Linked DNA regions of Mus musculus: region 1 is linked to region 2. Evidence: chromatin contacts called from public capture Hi-C data. All regions are on one chromosome and are shown on one strand. The core of a region is the stretch at or near the end of the contact, and the rest is flanking DNA. Distances in the headings are between cores, read along the strand shown. Region 1 has its middle 12 kb from the start of Gm14169. Region 2 overlaps Cnbd2 (cyclic nucleotide binding domain containing 2).

Region 1 (7,766 bases), core at 582-3,081, 260 kb before region 2:
TTTGCCTTTTGTGTATGGTCTTCAGAACTCATTCTGTTTCTCCATACTTGAGTTTCCTCATCGGTATAAACGGGATAAGAAAATCCCACAAGAAGGATGCTCTGAGGAGGACATCCAAGGAGGAAGGAACCCGTGGGTGTGAGAGGAAAGAATGAGCCAGTGGGTGAAAGAGCTTCTGCTCAGCACAGGAACACCTGCTGTCCTGAGCTCAGGACTCAAGCCTCAATCCAACCTGTTTCCTGTCCCATCCCTGGCCACTGGGCCTCCAGGTCACTCAGAGGCCACAGGGCTAAAGGCTGGCATGTCTTCAGGGCCACCGGGGGGTGGGGGAGGCAAACACACGGACAAGGCCACACATTGTTCTTTGGGTTGCTGAAAACATTTTCTGCCTCTGCTCTCTGATACAGATGTGCCTCCAGGTCCTGCCCTGAAGCTTTCTGGGATGGGAGTTGGAGGGAGGCAACCTGGGTCTCCTTGCCTCCTCCAGGGGCCAGCACAGCCTGCCTCTGCCTCCCCAAGGCCCAAGCCACCATCTGCTCCCACCCAAGGCCTCGGCTCTTTTCTTAAAATAATTCCTACTGTTTCCTTGGAGACATCTCTCTCACAGAAGAAAGGGAACATGGGAGGAGAGAGGGAAGCAGCAGGAGAGGTTGAGTCCTGTACTCTGAGCACCTACTGTGTGCCAGCCTGGCCTTTATGCACTTTTTGAGCTAGGGGCCAGACCACCTAACAGTTGGAGCAAGCCTTGAAGCCCTGCAGTCCCCGTCCCCATACCAAGACACATGGATCTGTAGGATTCAAAGGCAGAGACATGTTTGGGTCTATGAAGACCATTCTCACCCCAAATCCTAATGTCCTGACCAGGATATGAGCAGCCTCCCCAGCTCCTTCCTTTCCTTGGTGCAATTCCAAACGTCTCCGTGGGCCAGATTGTATGTAAGACCCAGACCAGCAGCAATGGGAGAAGTTTAAAAGTCTCAGTTTAAAATAAGACTAAGTTGCCTCGGGCTGCAGATACATTAACAGCTCAGTTGGTAGAGTGTTTGCCTTGCATTCATGAAACTCTGGGTTCAAATCCAAGCACCATATAAACTAGGAACAGTAGAACACACCCAAAATCCCAGGACTAAGGAGGTGAGGCCAAAGGATCAGTGAGTTCGAGTCTAGCCTGGCCTACCTGAGACCCTGTCTTGGGGAGGGGTGGGATGTCACCTGCCTTGAGCAGTCACATGGTGGGGAGTGGGGAGCGTGAGGGCCTATTGATTTCCCATGAGCAGTAAGAAAGACCCCAGACAGTCATTTCAGCTGCTTCTCCCAAGGCCCCTGCTGGATTCACAAACTCATTTTCCAAGTAAAAAACTGAGGTCCAAAAAAGTGACTTCGCACATAAAGTAGCCGAGGCTGGAGTCTGTCTCAGGCAGAGACAGACTCTGTCTCCAATGGGCAGAGAGCACTTGTTTGAATTGCCATTCCCAGACCAACACAGAACCTTGCTGGGGGTGGGTGGGTATGTGGGAAGCCATTGGCCCTCCCATGGCAAGGGAGAAGTAAAAGGGAGAGAGACGTGCCACAGGCCCTCTCCAGCCCCAACACTCTCAAGCTAGCCCTAAAGCCATTGTCACCAGGGTAACACACAGACATCTACAGAGGGACATCTAGCTCCCACCTGCTTGCGCAGGCACCCTGTGAGCCCCTTTCAAAGTGCCTCACAACCCTAACCTGTGTGTCCTTTCTGGGGGCCCTGGTTGGTGCCACTGCTCTACATCTTGGATTAGGAGGCAGATAAGCCTAGGAGACCGAGTCAGCTGACAAAGATTTCTGTAGTCACACCCACGTGGGTGTGTCTGTGCGCGTTGGGTTAATGCTTCCGTCTGCTCTTTCATATTGGAGGGCTACAGGATACACTCAGCACGACAGGTCTTTCTGCTGGGTCTGGAGCAGGCAGGGAGACAAGGAAAGAGTTGCTGACAGGGGCTGGCATGGGCCAGAGGTTGTCCCCGTGCATCTCCACAGACAGTGGCAGAGGACCCGGGCTGTAGTTTTGCTCTGGGAAGACCCTCAGCTGCAGGCTAAGGGCTCGGCCTTCATCTCAGAAGCAGAGCTGAGCCAGTCTGAGGCTCAGAACAGTCAGGGTGCGAGCAGGTGCTGCTTTGCCAGGAGTACGAGGCTTGGAGAAGGAGACCCTGTTGAGAATGTGAGGCCATAGAGATGGGGAGGGCTACCGAGAGGGGTAAGGCTGTGGGAAGCGGGCCACGGAGCAGGGGTGAGGCTCAGGGTGATGTGAGGAAGCTAGAATTCCACCTTTAAGGCCAAGGCTTTTCTTCTGGTCCCAAGGAGTCTCCTCATGATCCAGAGCCCTTAAGACAATGCCAGGAAAATGCACAGTGAGGGAGCGGCTAGGCCGGAGAGACAATGACTGAAGGCAAGGAGTGGACAGGATTACTGATGGAGAGCCAGGAGTCAGCCTGGAAAATCACTGAACTCTTTAAGGAATGGCAAGCTTAGTCGGGCATGATGACCCACGCATGCTTTAATTCCAGCACTGGGGAGGCAGAGGCAGGCAGATCTCGGAGTTCGAGGTCAACCTGGTCTACAGAGCAAGTTCCTGAACAGCCAGGGCTACACAGAGAACCTCGTCTCAAAAACAAACAAACAAGTAGAGGCGCTGGGGGCTAATCAGGCAGAATGTCTTGAGAAGGCAATATCTAAGGAAAAGAGTAAAAAAGGACCCAGTAGTGCTGACATTCCTGTAATCCTTGCTTGGGGAATCAAGGCAAGAGGATCAAGATCAGCTACGAAGCCAATTCAAGACCAGCTTGGACTCCACGCAAAGACCAAACCCAAAATCCAGCCAAGCTCGACCAAAATGAAAATGAAACACAAAGTTCAAGAACAAAGGGGATGAAGGGCATCCCCGCTCCCCGCCCCCCCCCAGGTTGGAGTGGAAACATTCCAGACAGAGGGCGTGGTCTATGCAAAAAGTCAAAGGTGGGAAACACACACACACACACACAGAGAGAGAGAGAGAGAGAGAGAGCTAGATTAAAAAACAACAACAAACTCTAGAGGTCGAAAGAGATGACTGGGTTAAAAGCACTGACTGTTCCTTCAGAAGACCTGTGTGGTTTAGATCCCAGCACCCACACTGTACATTGCTCACAGCTACCTGCAACTCCAGCTCCAGATCTGACCCCCTCCTCTGGCCTCCTTGGTACCTGCACTCTTGTGGACACACAAACAGTTAAAAATAAAATAAACTGAATTTTCTTTTGTCTTCTCTTTCCTTTTAGTTTTGTTTCTTCTTTTCTTTTCTTTTCTTTTCTTTTCTTTTCTTTTCTTTTCTTCCCTTTCCTTTCCGTTCCTTTTCTTTTCTTTTCTCTTCTTTTCTTTTCAAGACAAGGTCTCACTGTGTAGATCTGGCTTCCCTGAAACTTATTATGTAGACCAGGCTGGACTTGAACTCTGATCTGCTTGCCTCTGCCAAACAAGTACTGGGATTAAACACCTGCACCACTAACACTATGCCCAGCTAAAATAAATCTTCGAAAAATGTTTCAAGATTATACAGAAAGAATTTAAACTACCATGCATGCCAGAAACAAAGAAGGAACCTGAGCCCCCAAAGAAGTGCCACGCTGAGGCTGAGAACATTATGCTGGGGAGAGGGGGTTGGATGGCTACGGCCCCCACAGATTCATGTGTTTGCATGCTTGGCTCATAGGGAGTGGCGTTATTAGGAGGCGAGGCCTTGTTAGAGGAAGTATGTCACCATGGAGGCAGGCTTTGAGGTCCCATATGCTCAAGCCACGTCCAGTGTGGCACACAGTCTCCTGCTGCTGCCTGCAGATCAAGATATAGAGCTGTTGGCATCTCCTGCACACTGCCAGGCTTTCCACCATGATGAGAATAGACTAAACCTCTGAAACTGTAAACCAGCCCCAGCTAAATGTTTTCCTTTGTAAGAGTTGCTGCGGTCATGGTGTCTCTTCACAGCGATCAGACCCTGACTAAAGCATGGGGTAACACCAAGTCTGTGAAATACGGACTCGAGAACAGTATGACGTTGCCAAAGGGTAGATGCTCAGAGCAACTCATGCCACCCAGAGCCAGATCTATCTGTCTCAGGCTTGGGCTTAAGTGAGATTAAAGAAAAATATCTCCCAAGAAGCTGGGAACTGGCCCCTACCTAGTCAAGTTCATGACTTGAGTTTTAAGAATTGATTTGGTGCCGGGCAGTGGTGGCGCACACCTTTAATCCCAGCACTTGGGAGCAGGCGGATTTCTGAGTTCGAGGCCAGCCTGGTCTACAGAGTGAGTTCCAGGACAGCCAGGGCTACACAGAGAAACCCTGTCTCGAAAAACCAAAAAAAAAAAAAAAAAAAAAAAAAGGAAAGAATTAGTTTCAAAATATTTAAACTGAAACCAGGTGCAGTGGTACACACCTTTAACCCAAATACTCAAGAGGCAGAGACTGGTGGATGGTTCACTGTGAGTTCTAGGCCAGCTAGGGCTACACAAAGAGACCATTGTCTTAAAACAAAACCAATAACATTCAAACTAAAGATTACAAGTTAAAGTGAAAATAAAATACAACTTGAGCATCTACAGTTGGTTCTGGAAGCTAAGCATGGTGGTGCAATGCCTATAATCTGAGCTCTCAGGAGGCACAAAGTTGAGGCTGGCCTGACCTGCGAAGTGGGTTCCAGGCTAACCATGGCTACACAGTGAGACCCCGTCTCGCATCCCCAAAAGTTGGTTCTGGAGAACAGAGCAGAGGGGAGAGAAGGAGAAGAGCACAAGTTCAAAGGTAAGTCCTAGCCCTGATGAGTGACAAAAGGCCACCAGTACAGCTGCTCCAGGTGTTTAAATGATAGTGAGAAGATATCAGAAAGCATCGTTATGGCAGAAATTTAATGATTCAGTTGATACAGACAATCCCTTAAAAAGCATGACATACTAGAATGGATTTAAAAAGAAATTTAAATATTGACTAGCTCTAACATCTAGTAAAGAAATTAAATTTGTGACTTAAAAACCTTGTGAAGGGGGCTAGCGAGATGGCTCGGGCTAAGAGCACTGACTGCTCTTCCGAAGGCCCTGAGTTCAAATCCCAGCAACCACATGGTGGCTCACAACCGTAATGAGACTTGACGCCCTCTTTTGGTGCATCTGAAGATAGCTTATGTATAATAATAAATAAATCTTTGGGCCAGAGCAAGCAGGGCCAACTGGAGCGAGCAGAGGTCCTAAAATTCAATTCCTAACAACCACATGAAGGCTTACAACCATCTGTACAGCTACAGTGTACTCACATGCATAAAATAAAATAAAATAAATCTTAAAAACAAACAAAACAAAACAACAACAACAACAAAAAAAAAAAACACTCATGAAGAAAGCACTAAGACCAGGAAGCCTGCCTGGCAAATCTCCCCAGACCTCAGAGAATAGAGTGTATCAACCCCACAAATTCCTCTGGAGATGCTGGGCGGTGATGGCCACGCCTTTAATCCCAGCACTTGGGAGGCAGAGGCAGGCGAATTTCTGAGGCCTTTGCCCACTGATCCATCTCACCATCCCAGATTTGCCATTTTAACAGAATGGCCTAAAAATGGTTTCAAGAGATGTAGGAATTTTTTTAGATTTATTTATTATTATATGTAAGTACACTGTAGCTGTCTTCAGACACACCAGAAGAGGTTGTCAGATCTCATTACGGACAGTTGTGAGCCACCATGTGGTTGCTGGGATTTAAACTCAGGACCTTTGGAAGAGCAGTCAGTGCTCTTACCTGCTGAGCCATCTCTCTCCAGCCCAGGAATTTTTATTTGGTAAAATCAACCCCTATTAATAGTTCAAAAATGGTTAGCACACTAGGAATTTTATGAAGAGCACATATGAAACCCTACAACCCACACCACACTTATCAGCAGGAAGTAGAATGCTTCTCCCTCTAGATTAATAGTCTACCACCACTATATTAGTTCAGTGTCCTTTTATAGTCAATGAAATAAGGCAAGAAAAATGTGCAAACTGGAACAGAAGATATAAAAATACAAATTTTTAGCTGGGTGTGGTGGCGCATGCCTTTAATCCCAGCACTTGGGAGGCAGAGGCAGGCGGATTTCTGAGTTCGAGGCCAGCATGGTCTACAAAGTAAGCTCCAGGACAGCCAAGGCTACACAGAGAAACCCTGTCTCAAAAAACCAAAAACCAAAAACCAAGTTTCACAGGTGACATTGCACCTGTGGGAAAAGCTTAAAGAACATATCAAATACTAGCAATAAAAACATGAACTGAGGGGCTGGGGAGATGGCGAGAAGACGAAGCACTTGTCGTGCTAGCATAGGACCAGAGTTTGAATCCTCAGAAGCTATGGAGAGTCAGATGCAGATTTGGTGTATATCTGTAACTCTGGGATGCCTGTGGCGAGAACTGGTAGCAGAGACAAGGAGTCCCCAGGAGCTCCTGGGCCAGCCCGCCTGGCCTGGCATCGGTGAACAGTGAGAGACCCTGTTGAGGGTCTCAACATGCAAGGTTGTCCTCTGATCGCCACACGTGTACCATGGTACTTATGTGCCCACACTCACACATGACTATTCACCCACAGAGACATGCACATACACATGAGACATATATCACACATACAGCATATACACATACAAAATATTAAGTGAGTTTAGGAGAGAGACGGCTTGATTTTTTTTTAAAGATCACATTCATTTATTTATTGTGTATAGGCTCCTGGGGTGGAGGGGGGCACCATGGGCATGCGGCAGTCAGAAGACAGTTTGAGGGAGTTGGTTTTCTCTTTTCCCCACATGAGTGCCAAGGGTCAAACTCAGTCATCAGGCTTGGGGGCAAGTGGCTTTACTCACTGAGTCATCTTACTATTTCCCTTATTTGTGTGGTACGGATCTCACTCTGTAGACTAAGCTGGCTTTGAACTCACAGAGCTCCACCTGCCTCTGCCTCCCAAGTGCTGGGATTAAAGGCTGGTGCACGACTCCAGCCCGTCTGGATGTTTTTAAATAGACCAAAGATCTTAAGACTCACCTCAGCAAAAACACACAGACATCAGGCCGTAGGTACGTGAGCACTGCTCTGCGTCTTATTTGTTCAGTGCCTGCAAATCAACATGACAGTGTCATCTACCTCTACAGACACATCTATTAGAATGACAGAAATCAAGAACACTGCTGTCAGATGCTGCCCGGGATGTGAGGCCACAGGAACACACACGGCTGATGGGAAAAATAAGTGGTAAGTCATGTTGGGACGTCTCACAAAACCGAACACAGCCTTCCCATGTAACTGGGCAACTGTTCCTTTGGTGCTCATCCCCAAGGAATAAGAACACGGCCATATAGAAAGCTGTACACGAATGTTTACTTCAGATCTATCCGTGACTGCCAAAACTGGGAAGCAAACAAGATGTTCTTCAAAGCGGGAATGAGTAAGAAAGCTGTGGACCAGCCAACCCGAGGAATAGTATTCAATGCTAAAAAGGAAATGATCTATCTAGCCATGAAGAACAGACCAGGGAAGTCTGCACTGTATATAATTAAGTGAAACAGGCCATCTGTCTTAGTTAGGGTTTTATTGCTATGAAGAGCCACCATGACCACGGCAATTCTTACAAAGGAAAACAATTGGGGCTGGCTTACAGCTTCAGTCATGGTGGCGTGGAGGCAGGCATGGGGTTGGGAGTTCTTGATCCACAGGCAGCAGAAGTGACTGTAGGCCACACTGGACATAGCTTGAGC
Region 2 (6,973 bases), core at 1,216-3,715:
GCCAGAATTCCAGGACCTAAATGAAAAGGCACGGGCACTTAAACAGATTCTCAGTAAGATTCCCGATGAGATCAATGACAGAGTGAGGTTTCTGCAGACAATCAAGGATATAGCTAGTGCAATAAAAGAACTACTTGATACAGTGAATAATGTCTTCAAAAAATATCAGTACCAGAACCGCAGGGCACTTGAACACCAAAAGAAAGAATTTGTAAAATACTCCAAAAGTTTCAGTGACACTCTAAAGACTTATTTTAAAGATGGCAAGGCAATAAATGTGTTCATAAGTGCCAACCGGCTAATTCATCAAACCAACTTGATACTTCAGACCTTCAAAACTGTGGCCTGAAAGTTGTATATGTTAAGAGATGTACTTCTCAGTGGCAGTATTAAACTGCATTTATCTGTAAATTTTAAAGTTTGACTGTATAAATTATCAGTCCCTCCCGAGGGACCTAATCCAGGATGTTGAATGGGATTATTGCCATCTTACACCATATTTTTGTAAAATGTAGCTTAATCATAATCTCACACTGAAGATTTTGCATCACTTTTGCTATTATCATTCTTTTAAGAATTATAAGCCAAAAGAATTTACGCCTTAATGTGTCATTATATAACATTCCTTACAAGAACTGTAAATATTGGTGTTTGTTTCTGACATTTTAACTTGAAAGTGATATGCTGCAAGATAATGTATTTAACAATATTTGGTGGCAAATATTCAATAAATAGTTTACATCTGTTAAACATTTCTTTACTTGAAAAAAGATGCATATATATATGTGTGTGTGTATATATGATCAGAAGACCAAGACAACTTGGTATAATGTTAAAGATCTTCTAATGGGAGCTTACTAGCAGTTTATCAAAAAATAAAGGAACGAGAATTCCAAAAACAAAAAAAAAGAAAAGAAAAGAAAAGAAAAAACAAAAACAAAAAAAAACCCAAAACCAAAACCAAAAAAAAAAAAAACAAAAACAAAAAAACAGACCTATGATTCTGGCTGGAAGGTGGGGTAGGCATAGGTGGAACTGGGTGGCTTTAGGACAGTACAGTTATTATATATCACACTAGGTTGATACTTGCCAATACCCATAGGCTGTCCAACACCAGGAGGGTGTCCTGGAATGCGCTATATAGCCCAGGCTGGCCTCAGTTTTGAATCAATCTTCTGATGTCAGTGTCTCAGGTGCTTGGACTGCAAGAGCACAGACATACACCACTGCACCTGGATGAGACTCTGATTTATTGGGGTTTTTTGTTTTTGTTTTTGTTTTGTTTTGTTTTGTTTTGTTTTGTTTTGTTTTGTTTTGTTTTTTGAGGCCATGTCTCATAGCCAACGATGACTCCCAACTCCCTAGATAGCTAAGGATGACGCTGAACCCCTGTGTCTACCTCCGGATGGTAGGATTACATAGAGCGGCCACTGTACCTGACAGAACTTGTGTCTCATGAGCTCCCAACTATGGCTGCCGGCTGGGCTGGGCCCTGTTTAGAAGCCCTGGGGTGGCAGATGAACATTAACCAAGGATGCTTTAAAAAAAGTTATTTTTTTAAAAGACTTATTATTTTTTGATTGCACACAGATGCACTTGTGCAAAGGTGTGTGTGTGTGAGTGTGTGTGTGTTTGTGTGTGAATTCAGTTGCCATCTGAGGCTAGAAGAATGTATCACATACCCTGGAGCTGGAGTTACAGGTGGTTGGTAGCCTTCATAAGAACAGTACATGTTCTTAATAGCCGAACCATCTCTCTAACACACCTTCTGTTTTTTTTTTTTTTTTTTTCTTTTTTTGGTTTTTCGAGGCAGGGTTTCTCTGTGTAGCCCTGGCTGTCCTGGAACTCACTCTATAGACCAGGCTGGCCTCGAACTCAGAAATCTGCCTGCCTCTGCCTCCCGAGTGCTGGGATTAAAGGCGTGCACCACCATGCCCGGCTCACACACCTTCTTTAAAATTAAAAAAAAAAAAAAGATTTTGAACATTAAACTATTGCAAGACTTTTTGAATGAGTGGTCCCATTTTTTGTTTGTTTGTTTTTGTTTTGTTTTGTTTTGTTTTGTTTTAACCAGACAGGGTTTCTCTGTGTAGACCTGGCTATCCTGAAACTCACTCTGTAGACCAGGCTGAACTCAGAGTTCTGCCTGCCTCTGCCTCCCGAGTGCCTGAGATTAAAGGCGTGTGCCACCACGCCCGGCCGTGAGTGGTCCCATTTTACAGATGAATAATGGAGGTGAGAACAGAATGAAAGCCATTCCAGTGGCCCTGGGTGGTCCTGTAACCTCAGCCTTCCAAGCCTGAGGCAGAGAACATGAAGTTTAGCATAGTCAGTCCCCCGAACCTGTAGAGTCCGGAAGCCAATCATTTCAATTCCTGCTCTTGCAGCAAAGGTGCTGGGGCTCTTTGGGTCCCACTGGTGGATGTGCTGGTTCCCACAGGCTGGGAAGTGCTGGTTAGCTGCTTGTTTACTGTGGGCAAGGGCTGTGAGAGTGGCTTCCTCCTTCGCCTGAGTATCGGGCATTTGCAGTTCAGAATCTGCCTCGGCAGCTTTCCCCACCCCTCCAGCCCTCCACCAATCTGCTACCTACTTAACTAACAGGCCTGAGATAAATCCCCTTTTGCTCTGGTGATAGCCAGCCTTAATCCCTTTGGGAGAGGGGCCTGGCCCGGGAAGAACAACACTCCCCCCAGTGGTGCTGATAAGTTTAACAATGGAGAAACGTGCACTTTCCCCAGGCACACAAATGTTACCACATAAGGGGTGCATTAGGCCCCCGCATGGGGCATAGGAATTCTCAACAGTGGAGACAGGAGGATGAAGAGTTCAAGGCCACCTTGGGCTACAAATAGATGCCCTGTCTCCAAAATAAGACTGGCAGATGTTAGAAAATGTATAATTAATATAAACTATCTTTTAAGGGGGCATGGGGGTGTATCTCAGTGGTAAATACACCCGTGGTTCAATCCTTGGCATGACAAAAATAGGGGGTGCCAACACTACTCATATTGAATAAAATACGCACACTTATTAGAAATTCCCTAGTGAGTTTTAAAAAAATCCCAAAAGCCATCTCTCAGTCTCACATGAGGCTTCCTCTTGAGAGGGCCTCATGCCACAGCATGGATGTGGAGGCCAGAGGACAGCTTGGGATTGGTTCTCAACATCCACCGTGTCAATGAATCCCAGGGATTGAACTCAGGTCATCAGGCTTGGCGGCAAGCTCCTTTGCTCACTGAATCATATTGCTGGCCCCAAGATCCTTTTTGTATTTGATTTTTTCCTCATAGAACACCATGGCCCCAGGTTACTGAAGGCACGAATCATTTTTTAGATTTTAGGCAAGAGAACTTTCCAAGCTCAGGAATTCCTGGTTTGTCCCACCGGCCTGGTTTTTTTTTTGTTTGTTTGTTTTTTGTTTTTTGTTTGTTTTTCGGGTTTTTTTGTTTGTTTGTTTTGTTTTTGAGGCAGTGTTTCTCTGTGTAGCCCTGGCTGTCCTGGAACTCACTTTGTAGACCAGGCTGGCCTCAAACTCAGAAATCCGCCTGCCTCTGCCTTCGGAGTGCTGGGATTAAAGGCGTGCGCCACCACACCCGGCCCACCGGCCTGTTTTGACCTCCCCCTATTGATCTCCAAAAGATCTGGTTCATTTGTCTCCTCTCACACTCTCTGCCCTGTCGAGCAAGCGTTTTCCTACCGGGTCTTCAGAGGATGACCACTTGGTATGCAGCAGACACTTGAAATAGTATGCATTTAATTAGTATTCATTAAGTGTCCTGTCCCGCCCTTTTCTTAATCACTCCACTGGTGGGAGGGGTCTCTGTCATTTCCATTTGATGTTTGTGAAGTCACAACGGAATGGAAATGTTTTCTGGAGTCCCTTTCCCAAATCTGTCTGTTGTTACATCATGGCTGCAGCTCAGAAGCGGAGGGGAGTGGGGGAGGAAGTGTCAGTTGCGATCCAGTTATACTTCCAATTTACAGTGAGCTCCTGGGGGTCTCACCCTCCCTCATCCTGATTTTCTAGTCCCCATTGAGATGAGCTTTTATGTCTTTTCCTGCTCCAAAGGCAGGCTCAGGGAGCACTCCTCCCAGAGGCAAGCAACCGCACTTGGTCCCCTATCCTGCGGTGACACTGTCTGCTTGAGGACGACAAATGGGTTGGTTTCATGTTGTGGCACTGCAGCATACTGAGGCTCTCTGTCACTATCTTCCACAGTAAACTCAAGGCTCGGACAGGAAGTCAGTGCACGGCGTGCGGTTGGTTCCACAAAATGAATCTGGCCAGTTTTGGGCCTCTGCTCTTGACTGAGAAAGCCTCTAGAGTTGCCTGCAGGAGTTACATGAATCCCAAAGAGCTCCCATTGTTATCCCGTGTCTCCTATATGAGTGTTCTAAAATATCTTTACATGTGATTATTATCAACAAAGTTATAAGTTAAACAACAAAAAAAAGTATTGTGTTACCAACTCATAAAATGGCTGATATGTAACACTCAGCTGGGGATGCCCACACAAGCCAATTCCAGAGCATGTCAGTCCTGTGTATACCTTGGATCTACGGGTCTCATCTTCCTCTCGGCTCCTTCAGGAAGTTCCTTCAAAGCCTCCAGCCTTGCAGCAGTCCTCCCAGTCCCTGGAAACCACTTATAAATATCCCTGGCACTTGGCATTGTCAGCTTTGACTATGCTGCAGGTCCAGTGGACGAGACGGAGAAAATGAGCCTTCCCCATCTTTGCCTCCGTTCATACCCTGGACCAGCATAAGGTTGGCCAAAATGCACCAAATGTCTTTGGTGATGTGCAGTGTAAGGAACTGGCCGGTCAACTTCAGTCCCAGTTCTCTAGAAGAGCTTTGGAGTCAGACAGAGCTGGGTTGAACCTTGCCCCCTCCCTTCCACTCCATGACCGTAGACAGCCATATTCTTGTACCTTGGTTATTCTCTGTCAGAAGAGAGCGAGTGCCCTACCAACCTCTGGGAGGCTAGTGTGAGGCCAAAATGAGACGGGAGTTGTGAAACCTAAACGAACTCATCTGTGGTTATAGCTACCCATAGTCTTCCTAAGTGTGAATATTAACTGGGAAGCTTTAGAAGCGCACAGATCGTAAGCCTGAAGTTGTGCACCTTTCTGAGTACCACGAATCTATTTCTTGCCACCCTTTTCTGTCATGCCTGGGACATGAGCCATGACCAGTGTGTCCATGGCATATGCACCGTCTACCTGGGAGGCCTGTTAAATCCCTCAGTTAACAGCTCCACTGTGCAAACATCAGGTGACTGTTTTACCTCACAGTGGCCCCAGAACACACAAATTGTGGTTTATTTTGTGATAGAAATACAATTTCTATAAATTTCATCTTAGGCTATTAGAAAAAAAAAGGTGAGGATATGGTTCTTCCGTATTTAACAGCTGCTTTATGATGACTTAGTCTCCTGCTGTGTCTAAGTTATGAAGCTGAATTATAGGGGTGTATGCAGCAAAAGATGTAGTTCATAGAGTTAGGTCCTACGCTCATTTTCCAACATTCGAAATGCACTCCCATCCCCACCTCCACTAACAGGGGTGCACTGTACATCCCGACCCACTGAGGCACAGTGACCCACTGAGACACAGTGACCCTCTGAGGCACAGTGACCCACTGAGACACGCTCTCTGTGCTTTGCCCCGGAGGCATGAAGCCAGAACAAGGAAGGTCAGAAAAATACACGTGCTGTGTATACTGCAGAACAGGCTCAAATATGTCTGCCTGGCCCGAGGGCTTTAGATGAGACCTGCTCTTCCCAGCTTTGCTCCCAGATCAGACCTCACCTGGCAGATAAATGTGATGAATGCCGAATTCATAAAGTCTTTAGACACCATCTGTCCGTATGAGAACCTCTCTATCCTCCCCAAGGCCACCAGCTTCCAGAGCTTCTCTTCAGACCAAGACTGGAATATGTCCAAGTTCCTGGGGGAGAGAGAAGCCTATTAGAACTTTGGCTCTTGGGAAAATGCCTGGGGTGTAAGATTTTGCCAGGACACATGCAGGTACCTCACCCAGTCTGTGGTCACCCATTTCTTCAAGGCCTCCTCTTCAGCTGAGGGCCCCTCCTTGTTGCTGCTCAAACTCTGGGGTTGCGCAGTACCCCACTCTGATTCTATATCCAGGAATCTTCTTCCAAATCTCCTCTGCTACTCTTTACAGCTCCAGCTTGACAAGCTCACCCCATGCCAAGGAATGTCAGCTCAGGTGAGGTTTCTTACTTCAGTGCACTGGCTACTCGGTCCTGCCCTGCCTCTGGTCTTGGAGCTTAAACCATCCTCTAGCAGCCTCAGGCCTGTGAACTTCAATCATTTTGCTCTGATCCCGAGGAAAGTCAAGATGTCTGGAGTCTTTTGGAGTTGTTTAAAGGTCCACTCCAAAGAGGCCATCTCTTCCCCTAACCTCTTGGACCTTGAGTCAGAAGCTGTGTCTCTCTGGTTGTTGGCTCCAAGGGGCTGCTAACAGTGACACATTTCCCTTAGTGCTAACATGTGATGGGCTCAAAACTCAATGGACCCAGGTTGGCTGAGCTGGTTAACTCAAGTTTACATGGGCATCAAACATGCTGAGTTCATTTCTGAGCAAGACATAGGAACAGGTCATACAGGGCCATACCCTGACCCCAGAGGGCTGTCTAGAGAGGAGGAAGAAGAACATCCCAGAAGAGCATCCTACTATGTGCCATGTACCGGGCCCTCCCCTCTATCACTTCATCCCATCATTACATCTTGGAAGAGAGCTCTCACCACCCCATTTCATGAAGCAAGAGACTAAAACCCAAGAGTTAAAGCCTTACCCCGAGTTGCCTTAGACCTGAGGCTGTGGATTTGGGCTGGGCCCATGTCCTGGGCTCAGGAACAACTGATCCAGTCGCAGCATGGAGCTGAGGCTGGTGAACCTTCTATACACTCAAGCTGCTGAACTACTAACCAGCCAAACCATAGCACAC

Evidence for each region. Capture Hi-C pulls out chosen DNA fragments and counts their contacts.
Region 1: a capture Hi-C map of embryonic stem cells shows a contact between it and region 2, with 2.4 times the contacts expected there. The contact joins two enhancer-like sites. A contact is called at or near these places in 10 of 39 promoter capture datasets (the 3T3-L1 cell line, the C10 cell line, the HPC-7 cell line and 6 more), 1 of 115 datasets of contacts at active chromatin or transcription factors (embryonic stem cells) and 2 of 9 other capture datasets (embryonic stem cells and liver).

What each region holds. Positions count from the first base shown.
Region 1 is chr2:156,597,951-156,605,716 of GRCm38.p6, reverse strand. No RefSeq gene overlaps it. Among named protein-coding and RNA genes, the nearest start is that of Gm14169, 12 kb to the left of the region's middle. Within about 2 kb of position 1,831, at least 5 of the 459 cell types and tissues checked have an H3K27ac peak or open chromatin away from gene starts, as enhancers often do. A contact at or near this core is called in embryonic stem cells, where this site is marked.
Region 2 is chr2:156,340,578-156,347,550 of GRCm38.p6, reverse strand. It overlaps Cnbd2 (cyclic nucleotide binding domain containing 2), which reads right to left. Exons shown (of 13, transcript NM_027585.2): 8 at 5,811-5,949. It also overlaps the pseudogene Gm14253. Among named protein-coding and RNA genes, the nearest start is that of Scand1, 31 kb to the right of the region's middle. Within about 2 kb of position 2,465, at least 50 of the 459 cell types and tissues checked have an H3K27ac peak or open chromatin away from gene starts, as enhancers often do. A contact at or near this core is called in embryonic stem cells, where this site is marked.